2 separate regions of the Rattus norvegicus genome follow, and region 1 is linked to region 2. Evidence: chromatin contacts called from public Hi-C data. All regions are on one chromosome and are shown on one strand. Each heading gives the region's core, a stretch centred on a gene start, on an enhancer-like site or on the middle of the called end of the contact. The rest is flanking DNA. Distances are from core to core; before and after follow the strand shown. Region 1 has its middle 200 kb from the start of Prickle2. Region 2 has its middle 130 kb from the start of Prickle2.

Evidence for each region. Hi-C and Micro-C count contacts between places; a contact is called where the count stands out from the background.
Region 1: a contact with region 2 is called in a Hi-C map of frontal cortex, with 2.4 times the contacts expected there. The contact joins two enhancer-like sites. A contact is called at or near these places in 3 of 12 Hi-C or Micro-C datasets (Schwann cells, frontal cortex and mammary epithelial cells).

The regions. Positions count from the first base shown.
Region 1 is chr4:126,793,278-126,799,968 of GRCr8, reverse strand. No RefSeq gene overlaps it. Among named protein-coding and RNA genes, the nearest start is that of Prickle2, 200 kb to the right of the region's middle. Within about 2 kb of position 5,043, at least 39 of the 93 cell types and tissues checked have an H3K27ac peak or open chromatin away from gene starts, as enhancers often do.
Region 2 is chr4:126,728,729-126,735,431 of GRCr8, reverse strand. It overlaps a transcript of Prickle2 not described here. Among named protein-coding and RNA genes, the nearest start is that of Prickle2, 130 kb to the right of the region's middle. Within about 2 kb of position 3,466, at least 22 of the 93 cell types and tissues checked have an H3K27ac peak or open chromatin away from gene starts, as enhancers often do.

The DNA of each region.
Region 1 (6,691 bases), core at 3,794-6,293, 63 kb before region 2:
GGGGCAAGCACCTTATGGTCAGTTGATATCTGCATTTTGACTACTGTTTTGTTGTTGTTGATGGTTTTGTTTTTTGTTTTGTAATGACTCTGCTGAAAAAAGTAAAAAGGAAAGAAAAGAAAAGCTTTTGCTTTAGCCCTTTGGGAAGTCTAGACACTAATTTTCATGGTGGTTGCTTATCATTCTCCCAACGGTGCGTAAGACCCCTCCCCTTCCACATTGGTGCTAGCATTTGTTGTCAGTTGCTTCTTTCTGCAGTAAGATGAAATCTCAAAGCTGTTCTAATTTGCATTTCCCTAATTACTAAGGATGTCGGGCAATTTTGAGATATTTCTTAGTTATTGTTGTTTCCAGTTTAGAGAAGTCTCTGTTCAGATCTATAGCCCATTTTTTAATTGGGTTGCCTGCTTTGGTGACTCTTTGTATTTTGAATTCTTTATATATTATGGATATTAATACTCTCTCAGGAGTTTTAGAGAGATCTTTCTGTATCTGTTCTTTTGACTATTTTAAAAATAGATATTCTTGGAGTTGGGGATTTAGCTCAGTGGTAGAGCGCCTGCCTAGGAAGCGCAAGGCCCTGGGTTCGGTCCCCAGCTCCAAAAAAAAAAAAAAAAAAAAAAAAAAAAAGAACAACAACAACAACAAAAAATAGATATTCTTTGAAAATCTTGCTATGAACCCATCTGTGCCCAGACTGTTCTTAGTTGGAAGTTTTTTGTTTGTTTGTTTGTTTGTTTTGTTCTTTTAATCACTGGATCCCCTTATTGTTATGTGTCTGCTTAAGTTGTCAATCTCTTCTCGGCTTAACTTAAGTGGTTTGGATGAATCTAGACATTTATTTATTCTTTTCAGATTTTCTGACTTAGAGGTGTAGGTTTTTTTAAGTTTTGCCTTATAATATTCTGACATTTTTTCCTTGTTGATTCTGTTAATTTGCATCTTCTCTTTCTCTCTTTGGTTATCTAGTCTATCTTCTCAGACAATCCTCTCTGGGATTCATTGATCCTTTGTGTTGTCATTTTTGATTCTGTTTTATTAATTTATGCTTCAAATTTTTTTTGATATTTCTTGCCATCTACTGAATTTGGGTTTGGTTTGTTCTTGTTTTTCCAGATCCTAGAGTGACATCATTAAGTTGCTTATTTGTGTTCCTTCTGGGTTTTTATGTAAGCACTTAGAGCTATAAGTTTTCCTTGTAGAGCTACTTTTAAGGAACCCAAAGATTTTGTTGTAATGAATTTTTATCTTATTTAGTTCCAGGAAATCTTTTATCTCATTCTTGATTTCTTCTTTGACCCACTCATTATTTGATAATGTGTTTAATCTCCAGGAGTTATGTTCTTGCTAGAGATTCATTTGCTGTTGGCTATACTTTTTTGCATTGTGGCCAGAAGTTTTTGACGTTTATTGTTCTTCATTCTTCTCAACAGCTCTAAAAATTAAGGGCTATCATCATCACCCCATTTTACAAAAACTGGGAAGAGACTAAAGCAGAGAATGATCAGAGAAGTGACCACAGGACAGAGAGCTAGTACACTTAAAGAGCCCTGTGCCTCTTTAAGGACTTGGAATGTACTGGTTGATAGCCATGCCTATGTCTGGGATGGGGGAATGGGAACAGGATAAAGAATCAGTTCTGTGCATTTTAGCACTTCAGCCACATAAACTGATAGTATGGGAGGGTTTTTCCTATGGGAAATACAGTGTTCCTCTCTGGAGACATGGGTGTGGGTACCATTCAAGTACCTTCTACAATGAGACTATAGAAAGTTCAGGGTGGGGGGTTGGGGATTTAGCTCAGTTGTAGAGCGCTTGCCTAGCAAGTACAAGGCCCTGGGTTCGGTCCTCAGCTCCGAAAAAAAAAAAAAAGAAAAAAAAAAAAAGAAAGTTTGGTGTGTGTGTGTGTGTGTGTGTGTGTGTGTGTGTGTGTGTGTGTTTGGTTTTTTTTTTGTTGTTGTTGTTTCTTTCTTTTTTTTTTTAACACAGAGGGTATTTTTCTCTGCAGTCTGAAGTTGGGCCCTGATTTCAAAGGACAGGGGGCTATCTACAAAAAGCTCAGAGGAAGGAAGTGGTAATTAAAAGGTCACTACTGGGTTTTATGATAAAAACAAAACAAAAACAAAATCTCATAGCATTATAAATTAGAGAGAATCATAGCCTATAGCTTACTACTAGGAATTGGAAGCAGGACAGCCAGCAGTTCATTCCAAGAACAATAAAGGGATAGGTTCTATTGAATTCCACTTACTTATTTGCAAAATGGAAATTAAAATACCTAGTGTACTGATAGGGATTTAGATGCTTTAATAAAAGGCAAAGCCTTGGCCTGGTGCTTGGCATCTGGCTAAGAATACCATGTATTCTTAGTACATGGTAATGGCTGTCAGGAATGTTGCTGCTAAAGCTATTCAAATAGCTGAGTCCTGGGCACTCTTCTTCATAGGCCTCTCTTAATTCTTTTGTTCTTTTTGCAGGATCACAAGATCAAGGGCTTCTCTCAATATCTATAATCACAGACCTCCCTTGGCATTTTCCCAGAACGTATGGTTTGAATTGGGACTTGACAATGTGGCTGCCATCCACATGGACCACTCCAGTATTTTTTTACTCTCTTCTGTCAGATATTTGGTCAGGAGTATACCAATGACACACTGCCGAGTCATTATTCCCTTCCCACTGCTTGGCCTTCTAAAGGGCAGCCTGTTCAAACTCTTATATTCCACCACTCTTGGCTACTTCTCCTGGCAACTTTGCAGGGCTCAACCTCAGAACCCACTTTTCTGCCCTGCCTACTCTTTGAACTCTGCCAGGATTCTGTGCACTTGACACTGTAGATGTACCTTGCTTCCTGACTGATATAAGTGGATCTGGTTTCTCTTTGTAGCAAATGACAGAAACCCAAATTGAGGTCACCTTAACATCTATGTAATGGCAAAGTCAAGACAGGGTAGAATCTAAAGATTCAGGCAATGTTGGCCGGGCTCTGTGTTGTTTACCTCTGTTTTGTTTTGTTGTTTGTTTGTCTTGTTGTTTGTTTTGTTGTTTGTTTGTTTTGTTGTTTGTCTTTACTTTTGGTTTTATTTGCATACTTTCCAAAGCAGGTAGCAAAAGAGCTAACTAGCTTAACTGCGGCTGTCACCCTTCCTCAATGCTTGCTCTCTACCTATGACTTTGCAGTTTCTTTCACCAGAGGTAGAGTACATTTGTCATCTTACCCATGTCGTAGGGAGCCTGATGATCTAGTTAAGCTGAAGGAATATAGTTCTAAATCACAAGATACTAGTTCTTAGCCCAGGTCTTAAGAGAAATCTCCTGTTTTCTTTTTGTTGCTTCCTTGTATATTTGCAAGTGCCATGAGCATTCACCACACCTAGCCTGCTAGCTCACTGCAAAGCCAAGACTGTGAGATGAGAGCTACCCTGCATAACTACAAGTATACCTTACCTCCAGGAGCAGAGGTGCTCTGGACACCTGGAGACGTGTGAATGTGATAACAAATACTGTCCCACGACACTGAATTATGAGAAGATATGTTGTGTATCCTTATTAGGTCACGGTTGATAAATACACACACCATCTGCTAACAATTATAGTCACAAGAGACTTTCGGTTGAGCAGACATGAACCTGCTGCCAGTGCCCAGATAGTAAAGAAAGAAACGGGCCCTGTACAAAGTCATAGGGCTGAATGTGAAGAAGAAATTATGGTGTTGGTAATGAAAGAAAGATAAAGGATGCTGAGCAGAGAACATGACTTACTCTCCTTCACCATCCCAGAATGCACTGTATAATTTTAAGCCCCATAGTAAGTCAAGTATATAGCAAGCCAGGACTCAGATGTTTCTCATCTCCGTGTAGCTGGAGAGGAAGAGCTAGGAGCTAACCACCACAGACAGGGCCATGTAGTGACTCCAGTACAGACTTACAGCAATCAAAATCAGGAAGAACTGTACCTTGACTGCTCTCCCTTGCAAGGTGGATTTGGCCAGCTATCAGGCTCCACTTGGCAACACAGTAACTTTCCTCCAAGTACAGTTCCACCCAAAGGAGAAAAGTAATGTTTAGCTGCTTAGTCCATGGCTGGTTCTCAATTAGTCCAATCTTTTCTTTGCCAGCCCTAAGGTTTGAGTGGACACGGAGGGTACCTAGTCTCCAGAACACTGACATCCCTCCATGTTTGTCCTTTACAGAGAACAGCCCCACTTCATGGGGTCATTAAGTCCCCTTCTGAATATAGTGCTAAACTACGTGATCCAAAGCTGCCATAGCCTTGTTTGCTTTCTTCCTCTTTGCTATCCCCACCTTTGTCCTTGCTTTATTTAGTAGTTGGTGTCTTTAAGGAGCGGCACCCAGTTCTAAGATAATGATGGGCATCATCTTTATTTGTGGGTGAGGTGGGTGGGTGGGGTACACTTGGAGACTGGAGGCTGGGGGTTGACTTCTGGTGTCCTCCTCCATCAATATCTTACTTTTTGAGACAGGGTCCCTCACTGAATCTGGTGCTCACCAATTCAGCTAGCCTGGCTGGCCAGCAAGCCCCAGCATCCTCTTTCTCCATCTCCCTAGTGAGGGAATTATAAGTGCATGCTGTCGTATCTGGCTTTTTACGTGGGTGTTGGGGATACGAACTCAAGTGCTCATGCTTCTGCAGGAAGCAGTTTACTGACTGGGACATCTCAGCCTTCTTCTCGGGTTTTTGGTGGACCCTATGTTGCGAGAAAGTTACTTTATGCCTCATTCTGACTGAATCTATCTCAATGTTGTAAGGCATCTTGCGTTTCCTCTAGGGCATTTGCCACATAGAACCATTTACAGTTAGAAAGAGGCTTTGCTTTCTTTATTCTCTGGACTCACCCAATCCTTTTGCCATACTCTCCCCTCCCCCACGCTCTCTTTAAATGCCAAATCTCCCGGTGGAGATGGGAGAAAATGTTGGGAGAAAGCCCGGTGGGGAAAATAAACAGTGGCCAGTGTGTTCACTCTGATTACAGCCTTAAGTGCCAGACAATAGCTCCTGTGAGCCCAAGCAAGCAGAGTTCAATGCAGCTTTCTTCCCTCCTCAATGCAACTCTGATTCAGCCATGGCTACCCTGGAGAAATGGCGATCTAACTGGGACAGCGCAACCTGGGAATCATGTGCTGCTGTTCTCTAGGGTTGTCTCCTCTCACGGTCTGGAAAGCAACTGAGACCAAGCTTGAAGTGTTTCATGGACATGAACCACTTCCACAGCAGCAGAGTCCCCTTACCGTTTGTTAGCAATCGTTCTAGAAACCGAATGATCTCTAGTGCTGCTGTCTCTCAGGCCCAAATCTACCTGTGTTTTGGGAGGTGGTGCTTTAAAAATCATTTCTTCTCTCGGGCTGGTGCCATGTTAGATTTCACCACTAGGCGGCATCAGAGGGCGAGTGCAAAGCTCTGAGCTGGGGGAGGGGAGGGAGGCTTTGGCCTTCTAAATCTTATCAACTTCATCCTGCCAGGAGCATTTGTTTTGTTTCTAGCGTTCTCAACACTACTTGTACTAGCCTCTTACTCATTTGTCTGCCCCACAATTTACAAGATTTCTCCTACTTAATTAAAAGATGCTCTTCTGGTGTTTAAAAAAACACAGTTCCACTTCTCTGTATCCGTCTTTTACTCAAAACATAGAAGAGAAGCACGAACAGCTGCTTCGCGGGGAGAAAGGTCCCTCATGCTTAAAGATCCAATTTCCTCCTGGGTGGTGGATAAAGCTAAGGAGATAAAAACTGACCTTTCACCTCCAGGAACAGAAACGTAAGATTAATCCGAAGCTTTGAAACTAATGAGTTGGTTCATCTCATCAGAGCAGCCCATGAATAACATGCCATGTGTGGAACCAGCAACCTGGCAACTTTTGTTCATCATATGGGGCTTGGGAGGGAGGAGAGCTGAGAAAGGAATTCATTTTTAAAAATAATCCTCAGAGGATGCTATCTGCTAGGTCTCCATGAAGCTGGTATTAGAGGGGGGAGAGATGGGGGGTTTGGGGGGGTGGAGAATCCTGAGCCTTTAATGAGCTTGGCTTCTCCCTGTAGGATAACAGAAGGATTCAGACGGGCAGGAAGACTGTGAGGTGGTTAAGGCCATGATCTTGGAGTTGGACTCCTTGGTATCTGTGGATTCCTCCATGTGAAATCATGGGTGTGTTTCTTAACTTGTGCCTTGGGAGGTTTGGGTTAGATAGCGCACGGAAAGTACTATATATTCTAGCCAAGAATCTGGTTAGTTTTGCATTTTTACTAGTGATTGAAGGAGGCAGGAGCAATTTGAGGGTGATTTATCCAGGGAGTAGGAAGTCTAAGGTTTCTTCTCCGACGAGAGGAAATGTCTAACAACAGAAGACCAAAGTAAATCACAGAAAACTGGTTTCGGAATCACCCAAGTCTCTTAGGACGCCAGGATGGCTGAGCGACCACAGGGAGGGCTGTCTAAAGAGATGCTCTGAACACCTTCTCTGCAGGCTTACGAGCAAGCAGAAACTCTCTATTCCAGGAAATGATAAGTTATTGGTAAGGATCCTTCCCCTGCCAAAGTTCTGCCTCTCCTTCCTGCTAAAAAGGGTTTCTAGGATTATCGACTCTCTTGGGGTCTGGGTTGCTTCATTTGCGAGTTAAGCTGATGGAGCTATTGATCCCCCTCGTAGGATCATGTTCCCTTTGTCTATTGCTTC
Region 2 (6,703 bases), core at 2,217-4,716:
GTGCTGGCACCATATATTTGGAATTTCTTTAAGTTGGCCTTAAGAAAAATGTTCTTCCTCTTAAGTCATTAACATTTAAATAACAGCCACCTCTGCACCTTTACAGTGTAATTGGGCTCATTAATTTTTTTCAGTGTGTATCTGCCCTTGGTGGTTTGAGAAATTCCTCTATGGAAGACTTCCTGCCCTCACATACCCTGTTGGTCAATGCTTGGAAAATAGAAGTTTTTACTAAAATGTTACTTAACATAAACTCCTTTCCCTTTATTCTCCATAAAGTGCCTTAGACTAAGGACAGCGTGTGGCATACCTCTTGGATCTAGTTGGTAAAAGTGACTTACACGAGACTAAGATGTACGTGTGCCTAATCTTTTGACATTGTGGCACGACCGTCTGCAAAGCCCGTGCGTGAGAACCGCACAGTTAAGTTGCAAAATAAAATCATAAAAATTCATAATGTTAATTTTACAGTTTTGTGTTGGGCCATATGGTTAGCTATCCCGGAAGCACATGTCGCCCTCACGCTGTAGTTGGACATGGCTGCAAGTCTCCAGGACCACCTGTGCAGGTTGGATGCAAACGCACTGCTACTTCACACAAAGAACGTCCATATCCTCAGAAGATGCACTCCACGTGGTCTTTGAAACAGCAGCCTGTGAATGTCAACCATAGCCTGTGGTGGTCATCTTTTAATCTCTATAGTAGCCTTGTGGAATAAGTATCACCAACACAGAACTCCCAGACGTGGAAGCTAACCGAATATGAAGGTTTTAGCATAGATCCTGACATTGGCTAAAAGCTGCTGTTAGAGGCTGTGATAGGTACCAAATTTCTTGGACTTGAGTCCATGTCAACAAAGAGGCCTCGCCCGGCTTTCCTGTAATGTGAAGAAGTTTTTCTAACAGCTGAATGCTTCCTTTCTGCTCTTTGGCTTAGCCTGACCAAGTAACAGTAAGAAACGATGCTATTCGTTCCATGAATGTTAACTGTTCTCCTTTCAGAAGTTCCCTATATCCATATTCAGATGTACCCTTTGATTTTAGGCTATTCACGACCACAGTCCTGATAGGCACATTTTATCTACATATTTTGTTCCTAGCCCTCTCGTTTATCCTTGAGAATCTGAGTCCCACAGCAGGGATATAAAGGTTCTATTTAAAACTACATAACAATAGGCGGGGGGAAGAACCCAAGACATCTTTCAGGGCAATGCAGAAATGTATTATATCTCACATTTTCTCACACGTGGAACTAATTGTGACATCCTGGAGCTGTTCCTGCACACAGATCCCAGGGCTATGCTGTGAGATTATTGGAATCCCACCTCTGCTGATGCCCAGTTGGAGAGCCTGCAATATCAGCCCAGAGCTATGCAAGAATAATAAAACTGAGCCATGTTTTTTGAAAGCTGACCCGTATGTTTAATACATTTCAGTACAAGAATGAAGTCAGGCTTGATTAGAAGCCATATAATAACTTCACTTAGACTGTGCTCTTCATTTTAGAGAGTATGCTGGTTTTGGTTTTTGAGGGTTTTGTTTGTTTGTTTGTTTTGTTTTGAGCAGTGTTCTCTCTCTCTGGAAGCTGGATTTCTTCTGCCTCTGTTTACCCATTCTGTCTTAACATAATTTGAGGATACTTTTTAATCTTGCATTCACTCTCTCAGGTCTTAGGCTATGATTTCATGAACATGACCTCTCTAGACTAAAAGCAACATTAATCATAATATTATGGATAACAGGGCATTGACCTTCCCATACTCTTGGAAAACCCCTTTAAATTGAAATTTCATTTTGATTGTTAGTTCTCAATAAATGGATCCCATTGAAGCTCATATTTTTTTAACTTATGGAATGCCAATGTTTATGACTGGGGATCCATTGTTAAGTACCGTTAGTTCACTTTTCCTTTGTTAACACCATTAGAGAGGTGTGCCCCTTGGATATGTTTATCACTGTGGTGTGCACTTTATTTGCATGTTTTAGAAAAATGTTTTGCCTATTACTATTATCTGAGCGTTTTGTTGTTGTTGTTGTTGTTGTTGTTGTTGTTGTTGTTGTTGTTTTACAGTCACTATTTTGTGGAGGATGAAGGCCCAGAGGTGAAAGGGCTTGTCTAACAGAGCTTTGATATAACAGAGCCAAGTGAAGCTTGAGTCCCTGTCTCTGCCTCACGAGGCCTGGCCATTCCTCAAAGGAAGCTCATAGAAAATTAAGCTTCCTACCTTCATTTAAAATCCCTTTTGACAGAATACTAACCAACAGGTCAACACAGGCTAGTATGGACATCTTCTAATAGCTAACTGATATAGACATGAATTCTAGTCTATACACCCCCCCCCAAGGTAAATGGGAATCCCATTTTATAGATGAGAAAGCAGGCTCATAATGTTGTGCCTTGCACGAGTTTTAAAATTATTAATATGTGGGTTGGGGATTTAGCTCAGTGGTAGAGCGCTTGCCTAGCAAGCACAAGGCCCTGAGTTCGGTCCCCAGCTCCGAGAAAAAGAAAAAAAAAAGTTATTAATATGTTAACCAGGCATGGTGCCACACATGGGAGGCAGAGGCAGGCAGATCTCTGAGCTCAAAGCCAGCCTCATCTACAGAGAAAGAGAGAGTTACAGGACAGCCAGGGCTACACGGAGAAACCCTGTCTTGCAACCCTCGTCCCCAAATAAAAGAAAGTTATACAGTTGTAGAGTTAAGGTTTATATAATCAGTTTAGGCTACTTCCAGAAGTTGGGACAGACACGTTGGCAGCTCCAAGTTTCTTGCAACTGTAGGCTATCTGTGCTAATTCATCAATGTGGGAATGTCCATAAAGCAATTGTAATAATTGCCAGTGAAAACTACAGAAAATTAGTTAGAAGAAGTAATAAGCTATGTGGCAGGGGAAGAGGGCTCATCGCAAGAACTTAACTCTACAGAGCTGTCCTCTTATCTCCACACAGCGCTGTGCTAATTGTGTGTGCCCCCATCCTGCATATACAACAAGCCAGAATCATGGATTTTCTCCCTGCCTGTAAGGCCTTATCCAGACTTTACCTCCAGAGGTAGAGGGCATGCACCATTCGTCTCTTCAGACCACTTGAGCTTTCTTTCTTTGATTTCCCAGGGTTGCCACCTGGTATTGCCTAACAATTTGCTATGCCCATGAGCCTTAGGGAGGCTTCCACAGTTGCCTTCTCTTTGTCCTGAGAGCCTTTCCCTGGCCTTAAGGCTGAGTCATCAAGGGTGTGAGCAGTTCTGTTCTCAACAACATCCTCTGATCTGGGATGCTCCCCAAACATTTCTTCCTTTGGTTACAAACACCGTGGGGGTCTTTTCCTATTTGGAGGGCAGAGGGCAGAGTTGAATAGGTCAGCTTCCTCTATTGGCAAAAGTCCTAAGCTTCCTGGACCTGAAAATCCAAACACCCAAACTTTCTGCAGTAATGAAAATCCACAGCAGAGGGCAGTCTCCCACGCACGGCAAGGTGTCCTTGGCCCTGAGCTTATTTAATTGAAAAACCTACAGAAAAGTAATTAGCCTGGCTTCATAAGAGAGGCAAATCCCTTGCCGCCCCTCAGCCCATCTTTTGTTTAAAGAAAGCCATTTGTTCTTGAAGTGAAGCTTCCCCCCTCCTTCCCTTCTTGTCCCCTGCCACAACTGTTAGGTCTAATTTCTCTAGCTCAAAGATAGAAAGGGGTTAATTTTAGAGAAGCAACCCCTATTTGCTTTGTTCTATATGCAGAATAGGAAGGACTTTGGAGCATGGTACCGGCAGTTCCTCCATTTCTGGTCTGTCAGATTTTCTTGGTCCCCTCTTGAGAAGGCAAGCCTGGATGAAGGATATGAATCCCAAATGTGTGTTTTGCTCTCTCCTGCCAGGCTCTCTCCCAAGGCTCTTCCACACACTCTTTAAATGAACGCAGATCCGCCATTAGCAGATCTGCTTACTACTGTCACGCACACATGGGGAGATGGAGACCCTGATAGGTTTGCTGTTGTGGTTCTCTGGGCTTTACCTCTCACATGCTTTAAAACAGGGAGAATCAGATAAATTGCTCTTGAAACCCCTATCTTCTCTCCATTGGAGACAGAAGCTTGGAGGACAGATTTCCCAGGAAAATGGGTGTGTCTGGGGGGGTGGAGGTGCTGTCGCTGTTGACAAAGAGCTTTGTTACTGCCCCTTCCCACCCAGCTGAGCCTGTGCCTCCTCAGAAGGTTGAAGCTGGGTCAGCTTATCCATCAGTGCTGTGCTGAGTCTGGTCCAATTTTAGCAGTAACCTGCTTCTCCCTAGGAATGTTGCAGTAGGAGCTACAGCTCTGGTTTTGCAAGCCTGGTCAGCTCACATGGGCTTCTGCTCATCCCTGGAATACAGAAAACAAACTCAGGAGTGGTCTACCTTGGGTTTTTTTGAGAGTGTCTCTTTGGAACCCGGGGCTTACCGGGGCATAATTAGGCAGGCTGACCTGGCAGTGAGCCCCAAGGATCTGCCTGTCCCTGGGATCACAAGTTTGTGTCACACACTCAGCTTTTGTATTTATTTTATGGGTTTGGGGGATCAATCTCCTGTCTTCGTGTTTGCACAGCAATCTCAGTGGGCCTCTTTACCAAATGGAAGTCTTATTCTCTGAGGCATCAATCAGCCAACAGATTTATTCTGAGTCTTCCCACCTAGTGTTTCACATTGGATCGTAGGTCTCTAACCCAGCACCAGGTCCCGGGAGCTACTTGATGGAAGTTGGACAGATGCTGGAGTGAAAAGCCACAGTCTAAATGCCTCTAAAGTAAATACAGAAGCACCTTGGTCACTCTCCTGGTTAGCCTCTGAAGTCACCTGAGGGGGAAGCTGCAGTAGGAATCGCCTACATCAGGTTGGCCTACAGACTGTCTGTAGAGATTGTCTTGATCATTGATTGGTGTAGAAGGACCAGACTATGGTGGGCAGAACCATCCCCTAGACAGGTGGCTCGGGCTGCATAGGAAAGAGAGCTAAGTACAAAGCAGCCAATCAGCAAGGGACCATCTGTCCCTCCACGGTGTCCGTCTCAAGCCGCTGCTGCTTGAGGTTCTGTGCTGGCTTCTCTTTTTTTTTTTTTGTTCTTTTTTTCGGAGCTGGGGACCGAACCCAGGGCCTTGCGCTTGCGCTTCCTAGGCAAGTGCTCTACCACTGAGCTAAATCCCCAACCCCTGTGCTGGCTTCTCTTAATGATAGGCTAGGACCTGAAAGTATGAGTCAGGTGCGTCTTCCCTTGCCCTAAGTTGCCTTTTGTGTGTGTGTGTGTGTGTGTGTGTGTGTGTGTGTGTGTGTGTGTGTCACAGCAGCAGAAAGAAAAGCAGAACAGTACACCTTGCAGCTAGTTCACAGAGGTTATAAATGGCAGTAGGTGCAGAGTTAATGGGTTTTCTGGGTTTACAAATCATGTGACCAGAAGGCATCAGAGAGAGAGAGAGAGAGAGAGAGAGAGAGAGAGAGAGAGAGAGAGAGAGAAAGAGAAAACACGCGAGCGCGAGCTGATGGTAGGAGTGAGAATTTTTTTTTCCTGCTGGTTGCTATATTAAGCTATACCATATGAAATCGCTGTTTGCTAGGGAAGATCTGGGCCGGGAAGCATAAATTTGGGAAGCACAGGCATATTGATGGTATTTAAATCTGTGAATGAGATCACTTAAGGAGAAAATGGAGGTAGGGCCAGGACTGGGGGCCTGCTGCTACAGCCTGAGGCTCTGCAGCCTTCAGAGGATTCACAGAAGAAAAACCCCCAAAGAAATTATAAATGAGGGAAAACATGGCTGAGAAAAGCATCCACCCTAGTCTTGAGCTCGAGTGTACATAGGTGTGCGTGTGCTTGCACAAGCTATAAGTCCTGTTCTCTGATCACTTTCCCAGGTACCCTAGACCCTACCAGATAACCTCACTTGGGGAGGAAGCAGATGCAGATGAAGAAGTACCAGGGGCTGCTGAGCTGATGACTCATTGTCTGTTAATGGTTTCTCCCCTTGGTTTTCTTCTATTCCTCCCAGCACACACCTGCTCTTAGTGAAATCGTCTGCCTGCTGTCTAGAAAAGTCTGTCTGAGTGAAAGTCTCCAGAATTTTTAAACCCGCTGTGCTGCTCGTGATGGATTGTTTTGTGTGTCAACTTGGCTGTGCCACAAGGTGCTCTGATAGCTGATCTCACAGTATTCTAGGTTTTTCAGTGGTGGTATTCTCGGATGAGATGAACATTTAAATCATTGGGCTTCCATAAAGCAGATTGTTCTTCAAAATAGAGGTGAGTTTCACCCAGGGAGCTGGACTGACCTTCCCCACAGGGTGAGGGAGGTTCCCCAGCCTTTCCACTTCACACTCAGCACTGGCTCTTTTGACCTTTCAATGGTGACAGTAACCTACTGGGGTCTTTTGTACACTAGCACATACTGTGGGGCTTGACTTTCTCAGCCTTGTGGTTATGGGAGCTGATCTCTTATCATTGGTCCCCCTGCCTCCCTTCCTCATCCACTTATCTACATCTGTCTTGTGTGTTTATCTCTTGTCTGCTTTGTCTTTCAAAGAGAACCCTGACTAACAGAGTACTTTAGAGTCTCTTTGTTACACAAGCTTCCGAGACATTGGCTCTGGTAGGATCTGACCCTTACAATATTTCTTCTGTTGGAACATGCTCAACAGAGTGGACGCCTTGGTATTGTCACATCCTTTATAGCACAGCCCTTCATGT